2 separate regions of the Mus musculus genome follow, and region 2 is linked to region 1. The links are chromatin contacts, called in public HiChIP or PLAC-seq maps. All regions are on one chromosome and are shown on one strand. Each heading gives the region's core, a stretch centred on a gene start, on an enhancer-like site or on the middle of the called end of the contact. The rest is flanking DNA. Distances are from core to core; before and after follow the strand shown.

Evidence for each region. HiChIP or PLAC-seq counts read pairs in DNA pulled down with a chosen protein or histone mark.
Region 2: an H3K27ac HiChIP or PLAC-seq map of embryonic stem cells shows a contact between it and region 1, with 6 read pairs. The contact joins the promoter of Rpl35a here to the enhancer-like site in region 1. A contact is called at or near these places in 1 of 39 promoter capture datasets (neural stem cells), 2 of 484 Hi-C or Micro-C datasets (both in embryonic stem cells) and 2 of 115 datasets of contacts at active chromatin or transcription factors (embryonic stem cells and memory CD8 T cells).

The regions. Positions count from the first base shown.
Region 1 is chr16:32,510,988-32,515,365 of GRCm38.p6, forward strand. No RefSeq gene overlaps it. Among named protein-coding and RNA genes, the nearest start is that of Zdhhc19, 17 kb to the left of the region's middle. Within about 2 kb of position 2,159, at least 26 of the 459 cell types and tissues checked have an H3K27ac peak or open chromatin away from gene starts, as enhancers often do. A contact at or near this core is called in embryonic stem cells, where this site is marked.
Region 2 is chr16:33,053,861-33,058,309 of GRCm38.p6, forward strand. It overlaps Rpl35a (ribosomal protein L35A), which reads left to right and starts at 2,593. Exons shown (of 5, transcript NM_001130485.1): 1 at 2,593-2,650; 2 at 3,276-3,318; 3 at 3,530-3,682. The coding sequence starts at 3,308. It overlaps Iqcg (IQ motif containing G), which reads right to left and starts at 2,326. Exons shown (of 11, transcript NM_178378.3): 1 at 2,291-2,326.

The DNA.
Region 1 (4,378 bases), core at 909-3,408:
TCCATCCCTTTGACTACTCCCACCCTCACCCCCACCCCGCCCCGCCCCGCCCCGCCCCTGCTTTTCCTGGATGAAAACTTCCAGGAACTCAAAGTCAATGAAGGACTTTCAAGTAAGAAGGTATAATTGTGATTCGTGGAAGCTGTAGGATCTGGTGCAGCACAGGAGGGCTGAAGGCAGACTCTGTACAGGGAGCCTTTGTCTGCTTCTTTCTGCCTGGGGGGAGGGGGGGGCTTCTGCAGGCCAGCCGTTGCTAACTGCTTTCTGACTGGGGCAGTTTTATTTTGCTATGGGAATGAGAGATTCCAAATTGGTGAGGGTGGGGACCCTATGGGCCATCTAACCACCTCCCTTGTTCCTCAGGGAGAAGGAAACAGAGGATGAGGGCTTCAGGGAGGGTTTCCCTTGGAGTCGGTACAGCTCAGGAAAGGCTAGCCTTGGCAGTCTCCAGGTGTCGTCTGCCTTGTGCCCTTTTCCATGCCCTGTGCTAAGAAAGCTGGACCAGGTCTTGGCCTGTAAACCAGGAAGGGCCTAAGGACTTAGCTGCTTGACCTCAGCCAGCAGGATCCCAATGCTGACCTCAGGAGCTATACTCACGGTGCTGTTCTGTGTGCCAGGCACTGGGTTAAAGACTTTGCTTGCATTAGCTCATTTAATCCTCAAGCCAGCACATGAGGCACTGCTAGTACCTTTGTGGATGTGGCTCTGACAGTCCCCAGACCTGCAGGACTCCTCCTGGCCTGGCCTGGGATTCCTCCTTAAATGTTTAACTGTTGGAGCTCAAACCAAGATTTCCATGTATTCAGGGCAAGCACCCATCACTAAGGTACCATTTAAAAATTTGAGACCAGGTCTCATCAGAGTTACTCAGGCTGGACTTGAACTCTTTCCAAAGCCCAGCTGGGCAGTGAACCTGTGACCCTCCTGCTAGAGCCTGCAGGCAGATGGACTCAGGCTTATGCCTCCAGGTCTCTCACACCTAGGACTCTGGCTCAGTGAACACGATTCTGGCCTGACCTCGATGCCTCAGTGGCCCATTAGGATCCCTTGCCTGAACTCGAGTCATGCTAGAACTCAGCCATCCCTAGCAGCAATGGAGATCAGGAGCTCAAAGAAGGGCACTGACTCTGGGCAGAGAAAACTGCACTGGGAACATCCGCAAACCATTAGTTTCTAGATCTTTCTTCACAAGCCTTGGGCAAAAATGGAGAGATGCCTTCCTGCTGGCCCCTTCCTGGCCAGTGCAGCAAGATGCTATGCAAACAGCAAGGGCGGGTCTCCGGAGATGCTGTGCAGGAGTGGAGCGGGCCTCTGAAGATGCTGGGTGGAGCAGGTTCTCTGCTTCCTACAGCGTGTCCTGAACATATCCCAGCCTCTCAAAGTCACCCTTCCTTGCCTGCTAACAGGCAAGTGGAGCCAATGTCTGGTCTTGAATTCAGTGTTGGATGAGTCTCTACAAGGTGTAGACTGTCTGACAGGAATGAAGGTGGGATGGTTGCCAAGGTGACAGTGGTACAATCTTAGTCTACTTAGTCTAGTGTCCTCGCCCTGTGAAGGATCCTTCCACCCCACCTCAATGAGCTCACAGTTTCACACGGGATATACAAAGGTACTGTCCTTTTCACCATTTGTATTGACATTATAGACAGGTTCTAGCCTTGAAACTTGCTCTTTAGCCCAGACAGATCTTGAATTTACAATCCTCCTGTCTCAGCCTCTCAAGTAGGTAGGATTAAAGATCTGGGCCACTAGGCCAGGTTCCTATTCTCTTATGTTTTCTTCTGTCTCTGTCTCTCTCTCTGTCTCTCTCTCTGTCTCTCTCTCTGTCTCTCTCTCTCTCCCCTCCTCCTCCCTTTGCCCTTTCGTACTCTGGATTGAGATGACTTGGAAGCAGCCAAGGCTGTAGGCCACCTCATTAACTCCCAGGCACTAAGCTTAGATCACCTTTCTGTGGTGACCTTTTTAGCTCCCTTCCCTTTCTCCAAGTTATCTTCCAGGGGAAGGAGCTAGGCCTGGTCTTAGGGGACAGGAGTGAGCCCCTTGGGGACCAGGGCTGGGCCCTTTGGCTGCCATCTGGCAGTACAGTCTGGAGCCTCCCAAGCCCCTGCTGTGAGGCCTCTGGGGTGAAAGTGTCTGTCAGGCTGTGAGGTGGGTCTGTGCCCAGTTCACTCTGACTATCCAGAGACTTGGGCTGTTGGCCTGGCTCGGAGAACGGGTTCTGCTGCCCTGGGCACAATGCAGAGCAAAGAGGAAAGAAACCTTTTCCAAAGCAGAGGCCAGGAGGAAGCACACAGAGGCCTCTTTGCTTTGGAACCGAAGCCTTTCAGGTCTGTTTTCTTTAAATATCCTGCTACAGGAAAGAGAAGCCCAAATCCAGACATTCCTAAAACATTCAGGTGGCTTTAAAGCAGCAGTTTGTTTGATCTTCACCCCACCCTGTTTCTGCTCACTGGGGTCTCTGGGACCTACTCCTGCCTGGAGCTTGGTTGGAAGGTCCACACCCTTCCAAGTTCACTCACATAGCCGATGTACCGATGGGGCCTGAGACCTGATTGGAACTTGCTTTTTCTACTTTAGTCTGTTTTTGTTTTCGTCTGCCGTGCTGAAGATCAAACTCTTGGCCGTGTGCATCCTAGGCGCTCACTACCACTGAGTCTCAGCCCCTGCCCAGGTTTTGTTTGGTTTGGTTTGAAGTCACTTTTCTTTGATCCCCAGCTGTAATGGCATGGCTGACCACACCCTTTTCCTGGAAAGTCTTTCCCTTGACCTCTGGGGTCAGACACACAATGACTTCTGACTCAGTGCTCTGCCTCACTACTGATCACTAGACCTAAAGTCCCATCATGAGGCACCTGAGGGTCTCCATCACTTCACTGGTCTTTAACCCAGAGGACTCTCCACTGTGGCAGGCTCTGCGATTTAGTTCTCTATGTCAGAGTGAACCTGATAGAGATGGTGCACAAGATGAGCAGAAGCCCAGGGTTAGCCCAGATTCAGGAACAGTCACTGAGAAGCCGGTCCCAAAGGACGGGTCTCAGCCAGCCTTTCCTGTCTCAGGTCCCCTGATAGAGGGGCAGGAGTCAGGACCAGAGGGACAGGTAGTCCTGAGAGAAGAGGCACTGGGAGGGGGGGAAGCCATCTACAGCCTTATTGCTGGAAGAGGACATAGCAAGCCGAATGGCCTGGGTTCTGTTCCTGGGAGCCACACTGGGAAACAACTAAAACCCCACATGAGGTAGAGTGCGGCTGTAACCCCAGCACCCCCTCCTGCCATGAGATCGAGGCGGAGAGAAGAAGTTCCCAGAAGCTTTCAGCAGCTAGTGTGGAGCAGGCAGCACAGAGAAGAAATGAGAGACTCTGACTCAACAAGGCAGAGAGAGAACCAACTCCCCAAAGTTGTCCTGTGAGTGCTCTGTGGCACATGTGCACTGGCACACACACAGACATACACTCACACACACACATTCACACATATACCACACACACAGGCACACACAAACAGACGTATACTCATACACAGAGACACACACAGAGACACATTCACACATATACCACACACACACAAGTCACACAGACACATACACACACACAAATCACACAGACACATACACACACACCACACACACACACCAATCACACAGACACATACACATACTCACGCACAAACACACATACAGACACACACAAACAGACACACATAGAGACATACACTCATGTACACAGACACACTCACTGAGACACATTCACATATATACCACATATACACAAATCACACAGACACATACACACACCAGACACATATACCATACACACACAAATCACACAGACACATACACATATAAATGCTCACACACACCACACAAATACACACACAACATATACACACAAGTCACACATACATACACACACACAGAACACACACATGTACACACTCCACACAGAACACACACACACACCACACACATATCACATAGACACACACACACTTACATACATACCACACAGACCCACACATACTCATACAAACATGCTACATAGACACACCACACATATACCATGAAGACACACTCACACTAATACACACTCCATTTCACACACACACACACACACACACACACACACGCACACACTAAATAGTAACAAGTATATTGTCTCCTCAAGTAAAGATGTTAAAAACAAAACAACCTGGGGCCTGAACCGAACAGTGGGAAGAAGAGTCCATTTCTCATTCACGCAGCAAACACTGAGCGGCCATGGTGTGTCCAGGAGACAAGGACAAAGGGAAGTTTTAAAAAAGAATGCACTTATTTATAGTATGATCAAATGCTATTATGAAGTTACGTGTGTAGGGGCCACAGAGAAGGCTCGGTGGTTAAGA
Region 2 (4,449 bases), core at 1,343-3,842, 540 kb after region 1:
AAGCAGGCTCATAAGATGCAGGCTTGTTTTTGTTGTTGTTGTTTTCCAGACAGGGTAGATGTAGGCTTACTAAGTGGCTGGCTCCATTACTGGTTCATCAAACCAGAAGTTATACTCAAGGTAGTCTTTTGCCTCTTTTTACGGTAAATTGACATCTAACACAATTTTAATGTGTGTACTTGTACTCTGAGTTTGACTGTGAATCAACAGAGAACTTTTTTTTTTTTTTTTCTTTCAAGACAGGGTTTCTCTGTATAGCCCTGGCTGTCCTGGAACTCACTTTGTAGACCAGGCTGGCCTTGAACTCAGAAACCTGCCTGCCTCTGCCTCCCAAGTGCTGCGATTAAAGGCATGTGCCACCAACGCCCAGCTTCAGATTTATTTTTGATTCTTTAATTTCTTCTATTATTCTCACTTATATATTAAATTAAATATTTCTGCCCTGCTCTATCAGAGAACAGAATTTACTGTAACTTGACTTAGAGAAATCGAGTTTGGGCTGACAAGATGGCTAAGCGGTTAAAAGCAATCAGTGCTCTTCCAGAGGGTCCTGAGTTCAAATTCCAGCAATCATATGGTAGCTCACAACCATTTGTAATGAGATCTGACACCCTCTTCTGGTGTGTCAGAAGAGGCCATCCTTGGCTCAATACAGGGAGTTTGGGGCCAGCCTAAGCTACATGAGACTTTGTCCTTCTTGTTAATGGCTTTAAAAAAAAATGTGTATGTGCCTGCTTGTCTCTATGTGCACTGTGTGCATACAGCAGATTTCCTAGCGCTGAAGTTATAGGTAATTGTGAGTCCCTGATGTAGATGCTGGGAACTGAACTGAAGACCTCTTTAAAAACAGTGTATGCCCTTAAACATTGAGACATTTCTCTAGTCCCTGTCTCAAAACAAAACAACAACAATAACAATAACAAGTTGCATGTAAAATCTAGCTCTAGAGTCTGAGGCCATCTTCCGACCTCTGAAAGCACACACATAAACAGGTTTTTAAAAAGGAAGTCTTGCTGGGCGGTGGTGGCTCACGCATTTAATCCCAGCACTCGGGAGGGAGAGGCAGGCGGATTTCTGAATTTGAGGCCAGCCTGGTCTACAGAGTGAGTTCCAGGACAGCCAGGGTTATACAGAGAAACCCTGTCTTGAAAAACCAAAAAAAAAAAAAAAAAAAAAAAAAAAAAAAAAAAAAAAAAAGGAAAAGAAAGGAAGTCTTGACCTTTTAACATACCACATGTCTAATCTGCTTGTTGTCTTGTTTTTTTTTTTTTTTTTTTTTTGCGAGGAGTGAGGGAGCAAGGATGAGATTTCTTACTCTGTAGCTCAGGATATCTGTGTACACATAATGTACCTCTTACTGACCTAAAACAGAGCAATCTTCATACTTCAACCTTCTAAGTGCAAGGATTACAGACACCAGAGCCAACATGCCATCCTTGCTCCCTCATGTAGGCTGCAAGAGGGCAGACGTTTTAGTCTGTTTACTCTGGTGCCCTACAAGCCTACAGCATTCTTGGTAGTGGTAGTCATTCAATAAATTACTCTCTGATTAAATGAATGGATCCATCAGTTCGCCTTAATTAATGCACAAGTTAGGAACTGTAAATCTGAGTCTATTAAATTTATCTGTGGGCTGGTGAGATGGCTCAGTGGGTAAGAGCACCTGACTGCTCTTCCGAAGGTTCAGAGTTCAAATCCCAGCAACCACATGGAGCCATAACGAGATCTAGCTCCCTCTTCTGGAGTGTCTGAAGACAGATATAGTGTACTTACATATAATAAATAAATGAATTTTAAAAAATTTATCTGCATCCGACAAGTCAGGGAAAGGATGGAAGGATATCTTCTATCTCTCACTTCCTCACATCGTCTCCCTTTTTTTCAGATGGGGTCTCATGTAGCTCAGGCTGACTGGCACTCCCTATGTAGCAGAGGATGGTCTTTTAAGTCCTATTCACCTGCTCGCACAGCTAGAATACTGGGGTTACAAGCAAGCACCGGGACCGCGGTTTGCCTCATGGATGTTTGTTGCTGTTAAGATGGGGCCTTGCTATGTAACTTAGCCTAGCCTCGAATTTGTGATGTGATCCTCCTACCTCAGTCTCCGGAATAAATGCTGAGGTTAACGGGCAACGGCTACCACACCCTGTTTGTTAAATTAAAGATGGGAAAAAATAAAAGAACAAATCAAGAGAAACTCCTGCCTTCATGCTCCAGGTTTTTCTCTCCTATATGGTAGGATCCCAGTCTCCATTCTAGGAAGAGGAGAAAACACTTAACTTTTCCTTACCTCTCTACCAGCCCAGCTGGAGGCGGGAACCAAACTAATCGGTAGCTATGGCAACGCGTCGCGCAAGCTCTTTTTTTTTTTTAAGTAGGACCCCTGATTCTTTCTTAGTCGACTACGATTTTGCCTTTCCTTGTTCCTAAATAATACGTGTTGCCGCTTACAAAGACGAAAGGGCAGGAGGGAAAGAATTTAAAGTTCTTGAGCGCGGCTTGGCTGAGTCGAGCCTCTCTCTCTGTCTCTGACCTTTGCTTTCTGGCGCAGTGTGAGCGGCCTAAGCGCGGAGAGGGGCGGGGCGTGCGTCCCACAAGGCCGCGCGGCGGGGCTTGCCTTCCTCTTTCCGCCATCTTGGCGCCTGTGGAGGTGAGGGGGGTTCCTGCTGCTGAGCTTTGGGGCCCGATTGCTGGGGTGCGTTTAGTTTCATCCCTCACCGAGACAACCTGGCGTCTCGGAGAACCCGACCGCCAGAGGTTTCTGGGGATTCCAGGAGGATGGAGGGCGGGATGGAGGCGATGACGGGCTGATGGTGTGGAGGCCCCGGCCGGGGGAGGAGAGCTCGCTGGTCTCGGTCGATCTCCGGCTCGGGAGGAGAGAATGGGTGCATTTCCCCCGGTCTTACTGGCCCGGGGAGCGGTGGTCCCTGGGAGCTGGGTTCCCCGCACAGAGCCGGATCTCGCCTGTGTTAGCTGCTTTCTGTACTGATGGAGGCATGAGCTCGCCTCCGGGTTCCTTTTGGGGTTTGAGAAGTTAAGTCTCGGGTGAGTCGCCTTCCCACCCGGCCTTTGCCCACGATTCCGAGTCGTTCGTTGTCATTGGTTGTCGGAGCCCTGAGTATTTTGCCAGGCTCTGCCTCTATAGGGGGCAGGGCGTAGGTAAGAGGTCCCCATCCTTGGGACGCCGACTGAAGCCATCTCTCGCGCCGGGAAATAGTGACAGGTGGGATGCGTGCTGCATGACTCTCGGTTGAGCTCTCGGTTTTGTTTTTCAGGCCTGCTGGGAACAGGACTTCTAACAGCAAGTATGTCTGGAAGGTACGCGATCTCACAATAGTCGTTTTCTCCATTTCTGTTTCGTTCTATTAAACGCGAAGCTAAAGTTCAGTGTAATGCGGGAGGGGAACGAGAGGTCTGCTGTAGATAGCTGGAGTAGGAATTGCTACAAAGCAAATCATGGTGGCTTGCTAAAAGATACATGAAAAGTTGTAACGGGGTAGTCATCATGTCTTTCTTAACGTTGTCTTAGGCTGTGGTGCAAGGCCATTTTTGCTGGCTACAAGCGAGGTCTCCGGAACCAAAGAGAGCACACGGCTCTTCTTAAAATTGAAGGCGTTTATGCCCGAGATGAAACGGAGTTCTACTTAGGCAAGAGATGTGCTTATGTGTATAAGGCAAAAAAGTAAGTATGCTCCCATGCCTTTTAATTTTTGGTTGACTAATCTCGTTTTTTCTACTGAAAAGGTAGGGGTGTTAGTGAGAAATTGGTGTGGTTGAGTCTTCCTAGACACGTGAAGAGCTTAGAGGAAATTAGAGAGGGATCTTTTTGTCGGTGGTATGGACTATATAGGCACCATTGGTTCGTAGTACAAGTGTAGAAGTTCCCTGTGTTAAGTCCCTAACATGGTTAAAAACAAAGATTACAGCTCTTAGTACCTTTCATTTTCCTTTGAAAGGGTTTATATAGTACTTTTCAATGTATCTTGATTTGTTTTAGTTACTAAAAATGACAATTACTAGAATAGATTGTTCTTGTTATTGTACAATTTATTTGCTCCCACATCTATATTGAGTTAGGTGATTCTGCTCTGCTCTGTGAACAAACAGTCTATTGCACCCTGACTTAGAACAATTGAGGTTACATTTGGAAAAACTAGTTGAAAAATTAGTTAATTTTTTATGTGCATTGGTGTTTGCTTGTTTGTATAGCTGTGAGGGTGCCAGATTCCCTGGACCTGGATATTTGTGTGTATGTGTGCGTGCGCGCGCGCGCGCGCGCGCGCGCGCTTGTGTGCTTGTTTTAAGCTGGGTTCTATATTGGTTCTCTGGTCCCTCTTTTCCTACTGGGAATTGAACATAAGGCCATACAGAAATTGGCCCTTGTGTGCACTGTCAGGGCATGCGTATGTGTGTGAGTCCTGCATGCCCTTAGTCCCAGCATTCAGGAGG